Regions from separate parts of the Mus musculus genome. Here region 1 is linked to region 2. A link is a contact called in public Micro-C data. All regions are on one chromosome and are shown on one strand. Each heading gives the region's core, a stretch centred on a gene start, on an enhancer-like site or on the middle of the called end of the contact. The rest is flanking DNA. Distances are from core to core; before and after follow the strand shown. Region 1 holds the start of Hnrnpl (heterogeneous nuclear ribonucleoprotein L). Region 2 holds the start of Sipa1l3 (signal-induced proliferation-associated 1 like 3).

Region 1 (6,910 bases), core at 3,521-6,020, 690 kb after region 2:
CTTTGACAATGGAGAGCGAGAGGGACTTTTTCTCATCTTCCAGGGAATGGAGATTCCAGCAACCCTAACCAGGCTCTAGAACAAAGGCAGCAAAATCATTTGGAGCTGCTACCCATTTCTGCTCTTCTTGCCAGCCTCCTCCTCAGTGATGCCCTGTTCCCACCCTGCTCAAGCCCCAGCCTTAGCCCTCCCATGTCCACAGGGAGCCCAATGGCATTACATAACCCTGAGCCTGGGTCTGTCAAGTACACTAGTCGAGTGAAGAGGGAAGGCGGTGTATTTAGAACAAAGTAGCCATCAGGATTACCTTGTCCACTGAGGTTGGGGTTCGTGTAGTCCCAAGTATCTTGATCGTTCTTGAATACATTTAAACGCGTAGGCTGTGAAGACGAGACAGAGTCTGAAGCCGGCCGTGCCTCATCTCACCAGGTACCCAACACAGGGCAGTCACTCCCCAGACCTACCTTTGCGTACTCAATTTTCAGAGTACAACAGCCGGAATAGATGTCAGCCCCATTGAGTGAGGCCTTGGCGCGCTGGGCACTTTGCACAGAATCAAACGTGAGAAGACTTAAGGAAGCAGAACTGTGGAGCTTGGGAAAGGATTACTAGACTCAGCCTCAGTACCACATACAGCCTCGGGTAAAAGCTATGGACACACCGGGGACTGTACTCAGGAAGCAGTCATTGGCTAGGGTTCACTGTGGTCTGCACCCTTATCCCAGCCTCAACAGAGATGGCAGCAACACACTATCTCATGCCATCCCATTATATCTGCAATCTATACCCTGCCTGCTTTAAAAAGTGGCTTCTTTAAAAAAAAAAAAAAAAAAAAAAAAAAATGGCTTCTTACTGCAACTTGGCCAAGGAGACACTAGGCAAGCCATCTTTATCAAAACAAAAACCTCTCCCCCTTTCCTGTCATTCTGGAGTCTTCTGATTTTTCTTTTTTTTTCAAGACAGGGTTTGTGTAGCCCTGGCTGTCCAGGCACTCTGTAGACCAGGCTGGCCTCAAACTCAGAACTCAAAAAAGAGGACTGCCTCTGCCTCCCAAGTGCTGGGATTAAAGGCATGCGCCACCACTGCCCGGCTTGATTTCTGCTCCTTATCTAAGTTCCTCTCTAACAGAATGGACCCATCCACCTCAAAGAAGGAAGAGGACGGTGGATAGAGCTGAGCTGTCTCACTTGCACAGCTGCATGAAGGAAGCACTGGGCCCAACTCTCACAAGGGGTGCACACACTCCTAAACAAAATAGTATCTCATTAGAACATACCCTGATCAGCTGTTTCTATAAGCCTCATAGCCTGGTCTTTTACATTCTCTATGCTAAACTCTGAGAAACAAACACCAGTTTCCCAGAAAAGGATATTCCACCATAGCCTGAACTCCGTTCTTCCGGAAAATGACAATTCTCTGGACAGGGCCACAAGGGTTACAGATGGTGTAAAGAACATCCTAGAAGAGATAAAAACAGGCAAGATAAGGAAGGGGCCTGGCTGGCTGGGGATGATGGAGTCGGGCAAGAGGGGAAAGAAGAGGTGGGAGCGCCTTCCCTTCACACACACCGTGGTTATGGAGTAGATGGGGTTTAGGATGGTAAACAGAAGCACGCTGTTTACGCTCCGGGAGTCATCAGAGTCGCCCGGGCGAGAGATCTTCTGGCTGGTAGAATAATTGACAAATGCAGGGTGACCGGCAATGTAGATCTGGTTGTCTGCAGCGTAGTTTACGGCATTACAAGCCCCCAGCACGTCTTCAAACTCTACCAGTGCCTGCCTCTTCTTTGGCATCACCACCACATAGCTGCAGAGAGAAGGCAGGCTTCAGTGCTCTTGGGAGGGGAACCAGACAACTTTGTGAAATGATTCTTGCTCTTCTCAACCCTGACCCCCAACACTCTAAGCCAGTTACCCTCCTGGCCCCTCTCCTAAATCAGAACAGACTGCCAGGCTGAGCAGATCACAGTGCTAATCAATCATTGCCTGGGCAACTTTGTGGAAGAAGGAATCTAGACCAGCAAGCAACTGGTCTGGTCAAACAGTAAGAAGTCACTAGGAGAATAAAGAGGTCTGACTAGATCCCCAGGGGTGGGGAAGAGATGGGGGAAGAAGGAACTAAAACTTGAAACACGGCAAGAGTGAACTCTCTGAGGACAAGTCACAGGATACAGCCACAGACCCTGGGACCAGCACTGCTCAGAACCAGACAGCAGTGACACTCAGGGATGCTAAGGAGCTCTAACCCAGCATCAAGAAGTACCTGATGGGTCCAAATTCTTGCAGGGCTTCCACAAGGTCAGCTTCCACTACTCCGTCAATCAGGCCCCTGATGTGAACAACTGGGGAGGCAGGGGTTTTGTGGGGGTCATCGTAGTTCTCCTGAAAAAGTAAGGTCACACAGTGAAAAGAGGGACCCCAATGTACTGCCACGCGATCACCAAAAGCCTTGAGTGGGTGGCCATCTGCCCCCTAGAGGCTTAGTGATAAGCCTAGCTTCTAAGGAAGGCTAAATGTAGAAAGATCCGGTCTCATATCTGATACTCTTTCTGGAATTCATCTCTGAATCAAAGTACAACAGGAAGAGTGACTTAGAAAGGGACCACACCCACAAGAAGAGCTCCAACAGCTGCCTGCTAGTCTTAACACACTCTACAATGGGTAGTGTGGCACACTCCTTTAATCCCAGAGCACTTGGGAGGCAGAAGCAGACAGATTTCTTAGTTCAAAGCCAGCCTGGTCTACAGAGTTCCAGGACAGCCAGGGCTACACAGAGAAACCCTGTCTTGAAAAACAACAACAAAAACCACACTCTGCATGTGTTCTAGCTTCTTTGTGTTTTCTCTGGCTGGGCAAGCTTTGGTCACTTGATTAAGAAGACTGTGACCACAAGTCACCTTCAGGTCTGGTCTGGGCAAAAGACCAAGTGCTTAGGGACACAAGGCTTCCAGGACAATACGCCCTGCCTGTCTTATACTGTCTAGGCCAAGGTCTTCCACCCCGAACTGCTATCCCAACCTGTAACATTTTCCACAGCTCCTCCACTCACACAATCACACACAGGCAGTTTCTAGAGCTCTGGAGAGAACGTCCTCCTCCATCTCTCTAGACTGTGGCCCATGCCCCGAACACTACTGGGCAGAAACCTATGCATATTAGTGGGTTCTTAGTGAACCACACAAGGCACACCCTTCCCAGCCATTTCCAGTTGAGGTTTGCCTTCCACAACCTTGAGTTCTAATCTTACTTCTGTTTGTCACTGGTGAGACTCAACCTAATTTACCCAGTGTCTTTCCTGCTTTGTAAAGGGAGTCCATAAAAGTCCCCATCTCAGAGGACCAACACCGAATGTGAGGTACCTCTCACCTTAAATGATTAGGGTGGGGGTAAGGCTCACCACACAGCCCATGAGATGTTCGGAGAACAACCTTTTGGAGTCTGTTCTCTCCTTCCACCTCATGGGCTCCCGTTGTCTAGCTTGGCAGTTAACTTACCAGACTCAACTAAAATGTCTTCCAAATCCTTGAGAAACCTAACACTGTAACAACAGGGAGAAGCTGATAAATGCATGAGCAGCAGCCTCATCAAGAGGGCACTGTTTGTTTGGCTTTTTGATAAGTCTCACAGCCTTGTCTGTCCTGGAATTAACTATGCATAAGAGGCTGGCCTCAAACCAAAGAGATTAAAGGCCTGTGACTCCGTGCCCACCGGAAGGACTTTAATAATAAACTTTTAAAAGGAATGCAAACTGCATCCTAACCCAGACACCATAATTGTGACCTTCAGAAGACTAAATAGGCTGAAAGACTCTATGCATAGCCACAGGACCATAATACAGTTTAGTTTATAAATGCCCCAATCCTGGAGCCCTAAGCAAATCGAGTGATAATTTCTAAGCTTGGCTCAATTCCCAAAGTTAAATCTGCCTTTCACAAATCGTCTTCCGTTTTTCAATGCACACAGTAAAAGAAGTTAAACAGTTTAATCTGGGCATTATAATTTTATAATTTCATCAAGTGAACTTCTATATGGAAACGACCATGATTAAAACTGCGACGGGGCGACTCGGTCAGGCCACCGCCCACCCGCTTCCCGCTCGCTGGCTGTGGTTGTAGAAACGCGCTTGCGCATAGGGACACGGAAAGAAGAGGAAAAAAAAAAAGATAAAGAAGTGAGGAGAAAAAAAAAAAACGGCCCGACCGCGTGCCTAGGCCCCCCACATGCCGGCCCGCGGCGCCTGCGCAGTGCGGTGCCTGCAGAGCCAGCCGCTTCCTCCGCCCCCTCAAGCCCCGCTTCGGATTGTGCGCACGCGCAAGCGCCTGTCCTCGCGCAAACCCCGCCGTTTGCCCAACGCCTGCCCCTCCCCCACCCACCAAAAAAGCGCGAGGGCTGCAGCGCCTGCGCAGAGATTTTTCCCCCCTGTGAAAAATAAATAGCTTTTTAAAGTACGAAATTTCCCCTTCCTTCCGGGAGTCTAAAGCCCCAGCCTCACCCCGCCGCCGCCGCCCGCCGCCCCGGAGCCTCCGCCGCCGCCGCCTCCGTGCTGGTCGCCGGCGTTTTCAGTCTTCAGCCGTTTAGGGGCTCGGCCTCCCTCGTTGCCGCCGCCGTAATAGCGACCACCGCCACCTCCGCCGCCCGCAGCCGCCATCTTCACCATCGCTCCCGCCCGCCTCAGCTGCTCGTCCGGCTGCTGCCTCTGCTCGAGCCGCCGACGCCGCTTCTCCGCCCGGGGCAGCAGCCTCCGCGACATGGCGGCGCAGAACCCGCCTCCCCCCGCCTCTCATTGGGGGAGGGACACGCCCGTCACTCGCCGCCCCCACCCGATAGGGGGAGCCACTGGCCCTATCTTGGGGGGAGGGGAAGTTTCCTCACGGTTCATTTCTATTGGATAGGACGCATGCCGTTCTATTGGAAAGACCGCCTCTGTTCGCCAATCGCACTCCTTATAGGTGAACGCTTCTTGCCAGTCATTCCGCCAGGCCCCACCTCCTTAAAATAAACTCTGATTTAATAGGCCAGATTTTTGGGATCGCTCCGCCTTCCCACAAACAGTAAATGGAAGTGGGCCTCCGAAGCTCCGCCTCCTTCCCGCTCTCATTGGTTTCCTAGCTAATCGGTCACTCTGAAATCCTTGCGTTTCCCAGTCACAACGACCATCTTCCCGCGCCACTCCGCTGGGATACAAGAAAGGCCTTCCCTTCTGTGTTCCTACAATTGTTCCCCCAGGTGCCCGTCTCGTACGTCAACACTCGATTGGTCAATGAAGAGTGGAAAGAATGCCCTATTGCCAGATGGTATAGGACGACTGATAGCTTCTGATTGGTGAAAAAGGAGAGCCCGTAGGCTCTCTGTGGCGCAATCTAGGAACCGGTCCCGAGAGAGCGCATGCGCTCCTGTACTTTTGGGGGGGGGGGGGGGCTTCAATAGAAGAGGTGACTTTAAGGGATACAACTACTCGAGTACCCGAACGGTCTTTCGCGCGTCTGTTGTTTGCAAGCTCCGGAAGTCTAGAGCAAGACAACAATTTGCAGCAGCTATAACCCATTAGAACGTTTACTTCACCTCTACCCTATCCTAAGCTGGAGGTTATTATTTTTAAAAGAACCTTCAAATCTGAGCACTTCTCACTAATAAAACACTCATTGATTGCCATGTGACTTTGGACCCTGGCAGGCACCGTCATTTCACTCTAAATTCAGTCATGGTGGTAGATCTTTATAGTTCAACTCGGTTCGCACTTGGCAACTGAGCACCCTGCGTCCTCCAGAGTGCTCTGTGGCTTAGACTCGCTACTTGGAGACTGCTCTGAAGCGATTGTCTCCTCCCAGGGTCCTGCGAAGCCCGAGAGCTGCAACGCCGACAAGTGCCCGCCGGGGAGCAAGCAGACAGGGAACGTACTGACGGAGGATCCGGATCCCGACCACAGACCCGTCCAGAGGCTTTATGGGGAAACTAGGGAGTCAAGAAGACTCTGGGATGTAGCTCAGCAATGGAACGCTTGCCTAGCACAGACAAGGCGCGTATCTACCCCCACCCCCACCACACGCACGCGCGCGCGCGCACACACACACACACACACACACACACGTCTTGAGACGGTGTAAGACTCACAGGCCGCTTCAAAACGTGCTGTGACACCTTTCCACCAGGTCATTCCCAAAGCGGATATCCGCTTGGTACTAAGTTTGAAATGTGAGTAAAGGCTCAGAGAACAGAACCCCGGGTGTTGGGATAAGTTTTAAGCATGGCGTAGTGGTTGCAAGCCTGTAATGCAGCGCTCTGGAGGCAGGATTGCCTTGAGTTCAGGGCTACCCTGGGATACAAAGGGATTCTCCTAATTAAAAAAGTTTGGAAGCGGTGGAGGCTGGTGAGGATATAAATGGATCTCCAGCCATTTCACTGGACACAGACACTCCAAAGAAGGCCCTCCCAACATGGGGTACGCCGCCAAGGCGTAGCAGGTGACGCACGGGGGGCGGGGAGGCGGCGCTCCCGCAGAAGGGCGGGGTCCCGCGTCTACGTCAGAGACGGTAGTGGGGGAGGGGAACGGGAGGTCTCCTATCCTCCCCCGCGCGGGTCCCGTATGCCCCTCATTCGGGCGTGCTGTCCGCACTAGGCTAAACCCTGTACGGTGCAAGCGGCTCGTAGACTACTCACGCCTGGGGCAGCTACTGGTGCCCACGCCCGTGCCCGCTGCTCCCGCAGCCTGTCCCCCGCCCTCCCGCCGGCGCAGCGACGTGCGTCCCGCAGGTCCCCCCACGCCCCCACATCCCTCCCCGACCCCTTGGCCCTGTCCCCTACCAGCTCGGCGGCGAGCTTGGCCGGCCGTCCGGGATCGAAAAGAGCAGACACTGGGAAGTTTTGGGGGAGGGAGGGGCGGACCTTAAAGGGACCACGACCTCTTTTCACTG
Region 2 (6,821 bases), core at 1,304-3,803:
GAAGAACCTTGCTTTTATGCCCTGCCTCCTGGTTCCTCTTAGGTCTTTTGTAGTAGCACTGGGACAAATAACCTAACACAAATAACCCTGTCTGTGCCGCTCAGAGGCCAGGCCAGAGGCCATGGGAGTAAACTCACAGCACCGCTCAGGAGCACACAAGAGTGTGTGCGGGTCGCCTGTAGAGGTGCGGAGCAGCAGAACCACAATATCCTGCATTGTGCTGTTCCTGTGGCACTTCTAAGATTTGTAATTACTCAGCTGCTTAGCTGTGTGCATAATCATAGTCCCTGTACCCTAGCACCCCTTCATTGTGTCAGCTACCAAACATTTTGTCTGAAAGTGCAGGGACTCCCAAGTTGGGCACAACACTGGAGGTCTGTGCATCCTTTATTTATTTATTTTTTTAGATGTTTATTTACTGTTATACATAAGTACACTGTAGCTGTCTTCAGACACCAGAAGAGGGCGTCAGATCTCATTACGGGTGGTTGTGAGCCACCATGTGGTTGCTGGGATTTGAACTCAGGACCTTTGGAAGAGCAGTCAGTGTTCTTAGCCACTGAGCCATCTCACCAGCCCTGTGTGCATGCTTTTTGAGAGCTCACCCTGCTTGGCACCACCTGGGGTTCCCCCTGCTCCCTCCCACTCCTGAGCAAGATCCTTCTCACAGAGGCTTGACTCTGAGGACCATGGAGGGCTGTGGGGTGGACAGAAGGGGAGGATGTAAGTCAGGTGTAGGTTGCTAGCTCAAAATTGTGAACTCCGGTGGTTCTGGCCCAGTCCCCAACCATCTATGAAAGCGACATTCCTCTTACGGGCAGAATTTTTCCTCTGACCACCTGTGGACAGTGGTTGCCCTGGGAGACTGCGGAGGGCCTGAGAAATGTGACTTAACCTGTGTGCAAGTCCTGGGTCCTACTGGGCCCTGTATTGGTCTTGGGTTAGCCCAATGACCTCCATTTCCCTGTCTGCAAGGTAGAGCAGGTAGGTTGTGGGGGGATTGAAGCTTGTGAAATCATGCGACATGCCCGACTCACAGCCAGTGCCCCTTGAGGGCACGGGAATCTGCTTGTTGCAATTTCCTTTGGTTGTTTTCTTTTGTTTTGCCAGATTGTTCTCAGGTGACTGAGAGCTCCCTGCAGGCAAGAGCATCTTGGTTCTGGTTTACCGCAGTTTGATAAAGATGATAGTAAGAGTTTTAATTTGGCTCTTCGGGGTTTTTTTTTTTTTTTTTTTTTGTATGTGTGTGTTTGTTTGTTTGCTTGTTTTTTCGAGACAGGGTTTCTCTGTGCAGTCCTGGCTATCCTGGAACTCACTCTGTAGACCAGGCTGGCCTCGAACTCAGAAATCCTCCTGCCTCTGCCTCCCAAGTGCTGGGATTAAAGGTGTGTGCCACCACTGCCCGGCTTCATTTGGCTCTTCTGAGCCAGGGTTTGATGCTGATAGCCAGTCTGGCCTTATTGCAGCAGTTCCTCTTGCCTCAGTCTCCCAAATGCAGGGCGTACAGGCAGGTGCATCACACCTGGGAGTCTGTACTTTGCCATCAGACGTCTGGAGGTTAAGTCTGGAGTTTAGGCTGTAACTGTGAGCCAGGTGTTTTCCATTTTGAAGGCCCAGGTGTGAGCAGCCTGTGATAACACAGCTGAGAGTCATGGAACTGTTTTGGTTGTTCTTTGGGTTTTGTTGTTGTTGTTGTTGTTGTTTTTGTTTTTCTGTTTGTTTTTTTGTTTTGTGACAGCCTCCTGTAGCTCAGGTTGGTCCCTGAACTCACTATGCAGCTTTGAATGACCTTGAAATCCTGTCTGACTTTTCCAATTCGAAGATCATAGTCATAAGCTATTGAGCTCCATCTGTTACTGAGTGTTTGATGGGCCAGAGCCATGACCTCACTGGCTTTCTCTCCCAGGGTGGACACTAGACTCTTCACAAGGGCATATTCGCATAACAGTCAAAAGCTGGACTCTTGAGATATACTGCTTGGGTTGAACCCCCACTTGCTATGTGACCTCCGTCCTGTGACTTCTGTTCAACACTATCTGTAAAATAGGCGTGACCGTAGTTCCGACTTAAAGGCCCTGGAGAGACTGTAGTGTTTAGAGCAGCACCCTCCCAGAGCTGTGCTTCCAAGGCTGGGTGGAAGAGTCTGCCACAAGGTTTAATCATTAAGCCTCCAGCCTCTGCAGCCGGCACTGTCTGCAGAGGTGAGGGGCCCACCTGTGGGTAGGAAGGTTGTGAATGAAGCTGCGGGGCTTAGGGCAGGGATGCTGTGGCGCTGATCCAGCCCTGGCTCAGCACCGAGCAGGTGGCCTGTAACAGGCAGGCTTTGTTACCTCCGAGCTTTCTCCCAAACTCATTCAGACCCAAGACCACGTGTCTGATGAGTAAGGAATCCTGTTATTTCCCTTCCCCAAAGGGAATATTGGCAGAACTGGCTCTTTGGGGATGTGCCTGTGTGCAGAGAGCAGCCATCTCAGGGGAACTCCGGTAAGCTGGCGTGGCCTGAAGGCCACTGAATAAGTCGTTAGAAGCTGGCACTGCTGGTTCCTATTTCCGCATTCCAGACACCCACAGCGCAGGAGGAGGCACCACCCCAGGTCGGCCTAGGGAGCTGGGGCAGGTGGCTCTTGCCTAGGGAAAACCTGGGACAGGAGCCACACCTGGGGCCAACCTAGTAGCCACCTTCCTGGAGTGTGATCACGGCTGTGTTCCGGGACTCCTGGTAGGTGAGCGATGTCTCCTCACTTCGGTAGCACCTTCCAGAGAAAGTTAATAATCTGATTCTTCTTTGAGGGAAAGCTAGCTTCTCTCTCTCTCTCTCTCTCTCTCCCCCTCCCTCGCTCCCTCCCTCCCTCCCTCCCTTCCTCTCTCTCCCTCTCTCTCTCTCTCACCCCCTCTTCTCTTGTGAAGTGTTTACCTATCTGTTCCTAACCTGAAGAAAGGTTGGCCCAGTGTTGAGCAAATGAGAAGATGGAGGCCACGGACTCCCAGGGAAAGAATAGATGACTGTAGCTGAGCCCCTGCTGTCTGCAGACTTTGTTACCAGGGGCTGTGGTGCCCCAGCCCAGTATGTATGCTGTGTGGTCTTGGTAAATCCTGTACCCTCCTGGGCCTCAGTTTCCTCTTTTGGGGGAAACAGGAAGTAGTGGTAGTACCCACTGAGTTGTCATGCCAAGTGCCCCAGCTCCTCTGACCCTGCGCCTGTGGACTGCAGCTCAGGCCCCTTGCTCCCTGCTCTGGCCTCTCCCTGGCTGTGTCCTCTGCCTGTGGATGTAGTTGGGGTGGCATGTCCACCTGCCTTCCCACACTCACGTAGCCGTTCTCAGGACTAGCCTTCCAAAGCCACCCCCTCCTCAAGTCTCTGCTCAGATGTTCCCAACCCAGGGTGCCTTCCTCTCAGTCACCCTGGAGCCACCTCCTTCGCTGGATTTTTCTTCCACCTGCATCTCAACTGTTGGCTTCCTGGGAGCGCAGGCCAGGCCTTGGTCCTTCTAGAACAGTGCCTAGCCTGTAGCGGGGGTGGGGTGGGGTGCAGCTTCAGTTATGACATGAATGAATTTATGCTACTAGATGGCCCATTGGTGGATGGACGGCTAGCTGTTCTCACTTGGGACTGACTAGAGTGCCACCAGCGTTTCCAGGAAGCCATGGCAGTGGTTGGTGTGACCTGTCACCTCTCTCTCTGGTCTCTCTGTGGTCATGCAGCCATTCTTGGGGTCTGTCAGCCTCAAGCTGCTGGCTTCCTGGCCCCCAATCCCTTCAGGCGTCACAGCCTGGAAGCTGACAGTGGCTCATTTGGGCATTTTGGGCACATGGCATGACAGAGAAAGTGTGGTACCAGCGAATTAGAGAATAGTGGGGTAATCTCAGTAAGAGAGGATTTGTGCGTGCCTGCTATGTATTGGAAAGGTGACATAGCTCCAGGTTTCTGTGGCAGGAAGGCAGGGGAGATAAGAGTGACCTGACCAGCCTTGGTTTATCCTCTCCTCTGCTTTAGTAGGCAATAACTCTTGCTGTGCGCTGAGCAGGTTTTAATTAACCAGTGAGTTGAAGGAATCAGACTGTGTTGTAACTGACACGCTCTCTGTTTCTGGCTCCAGGTAGCAGCGACTGGTGCTGTAAAAATATCCCAGGCAGGCTTCCCCGAGGCGCTCCAGGGAGCCAGGTCAGTGGTCCTCCCTCTCAGGCTTCTCCAGCAGCCCCAAGCTCTGAGGCACCTCACGGGCCCACTGTTGCCATGTGACAGTCATGTGCCCTTCACCCTCCAGAGCCTGTTGCAGTGTGGAAGGCTGCCATGGCAACAGGTCACTGTTCCCTGAGCTCCAAGGAGTATCACTTTGAGGGAAGTTGAGGAAAAGCCATGTCTTGTAATGTGTGAGTCCCTCACTGCCTGAATTCTGGGCTTTAGTTGCCTTTTCTGGAAGATGGTGCTAATTGATAGTGTCTGTGTAAGCGAGACGTTAAAGAGAGGCCAGGTGATATCTAGTGTGCCAGAAGACTCCTGGAGAGAAGACAGTGGGAGGGTAAGTGTTCAGGAGATGACATTATGTTACGTTCTTGAGTATTTTCAGTCTGCCCCCACCCCCACTTTCTAGGCTCTTCTTTCTCCCCTTTCCTCCTTACCTGACCTGTAAGCAGCACCCTCCCTTGTCAGCGTCTTCCCATATCTTATCATGGGTCTTTTCTCCATGGTTCTATAGTGCTCCAGGGAACAGTGTTGCTCCATTAGGGATAGTACGGTCTTTATTTTCATGAGTTTTGCTTTCACACAGCAGTACCATATGGAAATATTTCTGAATCAATATTCCTCTGATTCGCTCTTTTTTAAAAGAAAAAGAAGATGGTCAGGTAGTGGTGGCACATGTTTTTAGTCCCAGGAGGCAGAGGCAGGCAGATCCCTGAGTTAGAGGCCAGCTTGGTCTATGGAGTGAGATCCAGGACAGCCAGGGTTACACAGAGAAAGCCTGTCTCAAAAAACCATATTGAAAGGAAGAGAGGGAGGGAGGGAGGGAAGGAGGAAGGGAGAGAGGGAGGAAAAAGGAAAATAAAGGAAAGGGGGCTGAGAGATGCTCAGTTGCTTAAGAGCACTTGCTGCTCTTGCAGAGGACTTTGGTTTAGTTCCCAGCACCTACATTGTGGCTCACAACCATCGTTAAATCTGGGAGCTCTGATGCCCTCTCCTAGCCTCTGTGGGTACCAGGAACACATGTGGTGCACACACATATATGCAGGCAAAAAATTCATACACATTAAATAAAAATCTAAAAAATATTTTACATTTCATCCTAGCATATCTTCTACTACCAAGCCACGCCCCCAGCCCCTCACTAGGGGATTCTAGGCAGGGGCTCTACCACTGAGCCACGCCCCCAGCCTCTCACTGGAGGATTCTAGGCAGGGGCTCTACCACTGAGCCACGCCCCCAGCCCCTCACTAGGGGATTCTAGGCAGGGGCTCTACCACTGAGCCATGCCCCCAGCCCCTCACTAAGGGATTCTAGGCAGGGCTCTACCACTGAGCCCCACTCCCACTCCACATGTACTCTGGGTGGGTGTGCCATAATGTTTGGCTGGATGTCATCTATGTTCTTTCTTTCGTTTCCAGCTTTTCCCCAAAATTACTTTTATAATTGATGGCCTTCTTTAATTAGCTCACAGGTGTTGGAGCTTAGCTACTCTAACTTGAGCCCTGTAGGCTTCTGAGGTTGAACAGGAAGCAGTGGTAGCATAGTGATGATGCCCTTTGTCCAGACAGGAGGTGTGTTTTCTAGGGTGCTCACAGGCCCAGTGCAGTGATGAACCACCCACTCTCAGTGCTTTTTCATTATAGAAATGATTAATAGATGCATCGTCATGATACAGATTAGTTGTGCCTAATGGGTATTTATGACGCAATCAGAGAGGAGGGGATGGGATTGTGTTCTTTCCTATTGACAGGCTCTGTTAGAAATCAGGATATAGAATAGATTTCTGCTAGCCGCTTCAGTGTGAGAGAGCACTTCAGTTTGGGAATGTGCTTGTTGCCGTGAAACATTCTGATGAGATACTGCTGCCCAACAAGACATCCTGCAAACGGCGAATGTCTTAAGATGTCAACAGAGTACTATTTCTCATGCATGTGTGGCTGACTGAGGCTTGGCTGTCAGGGATGGTCCTTCAGCTGGTCCTGCTGTGGCTGCAAGTCGGGAATGCACAGGGCTAGAGTATTCCAGATGTTATTTCTTCAAATGGCCCTTGGTATGACTGTTCAGCTTTCTGTGTGGTCTCTGGATCTTTCCTTCCACGTAGCATTTGTAGTCAGCCAGGCTTATATAACAGGGGCCTCTTCCTCTTATTTTGTTGTCTGCTTGTTTGTGTTTATTGGGAATCTTGCTATCTAGCTTTGGCTGACCTCGAACTTAATGTCTACCCCAAGCTACGACCGTGTATGACCGTACCTGCCTCTTTGGCTTTTTAGGTTTTCTTATGGCTTAGGGCAAGAACTAGCTCATATCCCTTCCTCCTTCTGTTGGCTGACGTGAGCCACTGTGTCTGCGCAGACTCCTGAAAGGAGGGATGCCTCAAGAGTTGATGCCAGGAGGACGCCCTGCTGGGGTTCACCTGTGAGCACCAATCGCCACTACAGGGCCCGTTTCCTCAGTGAATGAGAGCAGGGTTCTGTCAGCTCTGGCATCTTCAGCCTAGTCAGAAGACACCTGCTTCGCTGGCAGTCCCATATCCCTGTTACAGGAAGAAGGAAAGCTGAGGAAGGTGCCATCACTTTCCCTGAAGTCCATCCCTAGCTGGTTTCTACAGCTTTGTGACATGACCACTTTCTCCTGCAAG

The links. Hi-C and Micro-C count contacts between places; a contact is called where the count stands out from the background.
Region 1: a Micro-C map of muscle stem cells shows a contact between it and region 2, with 5 times the contacts expected there. The contact joins the promoter of Hnrnpl here to the promoter of Sipa1l3 in region 2. A contact is called at or near these places in 1 of 484 Hi-C or Micro-C datasets (muscle stem cells) and 2 of 115 datasets of contacts at active chromatin or transcription factors (embryonic basal ganglia and pancreatic cancer cells).

The regions. Positions count from the first base shown.
Region 1 is chr7:28,808,750-28,815,659 of GRCm38.p6, reverse strand. Hnrnpl (heterogeneous nuclear ribonucleoprotein L) reads right to left here and starts at 4,770. Exons shown (of 13, transcript NM_177301.5): 1 at 4,492-4,770; 2 at 2,263-2,381; 3 at 1,569-1,806; 4 at 1,373-1,458; 5 at 465-561; 6 at 308-380. The coding sequence starts at 4,749.
Region 2 is chr7:29,501,192-29,508,012 of GRCm38.p6, reverse strand. Sipa1l3 (signal-induced proliferation-associated 1 like 3) reads left to right here and starts at 2,553. Exons shown (of 23, transcript NM_001081028.1): 1 at 2,553-2,719; 2 at 4,098-4,162.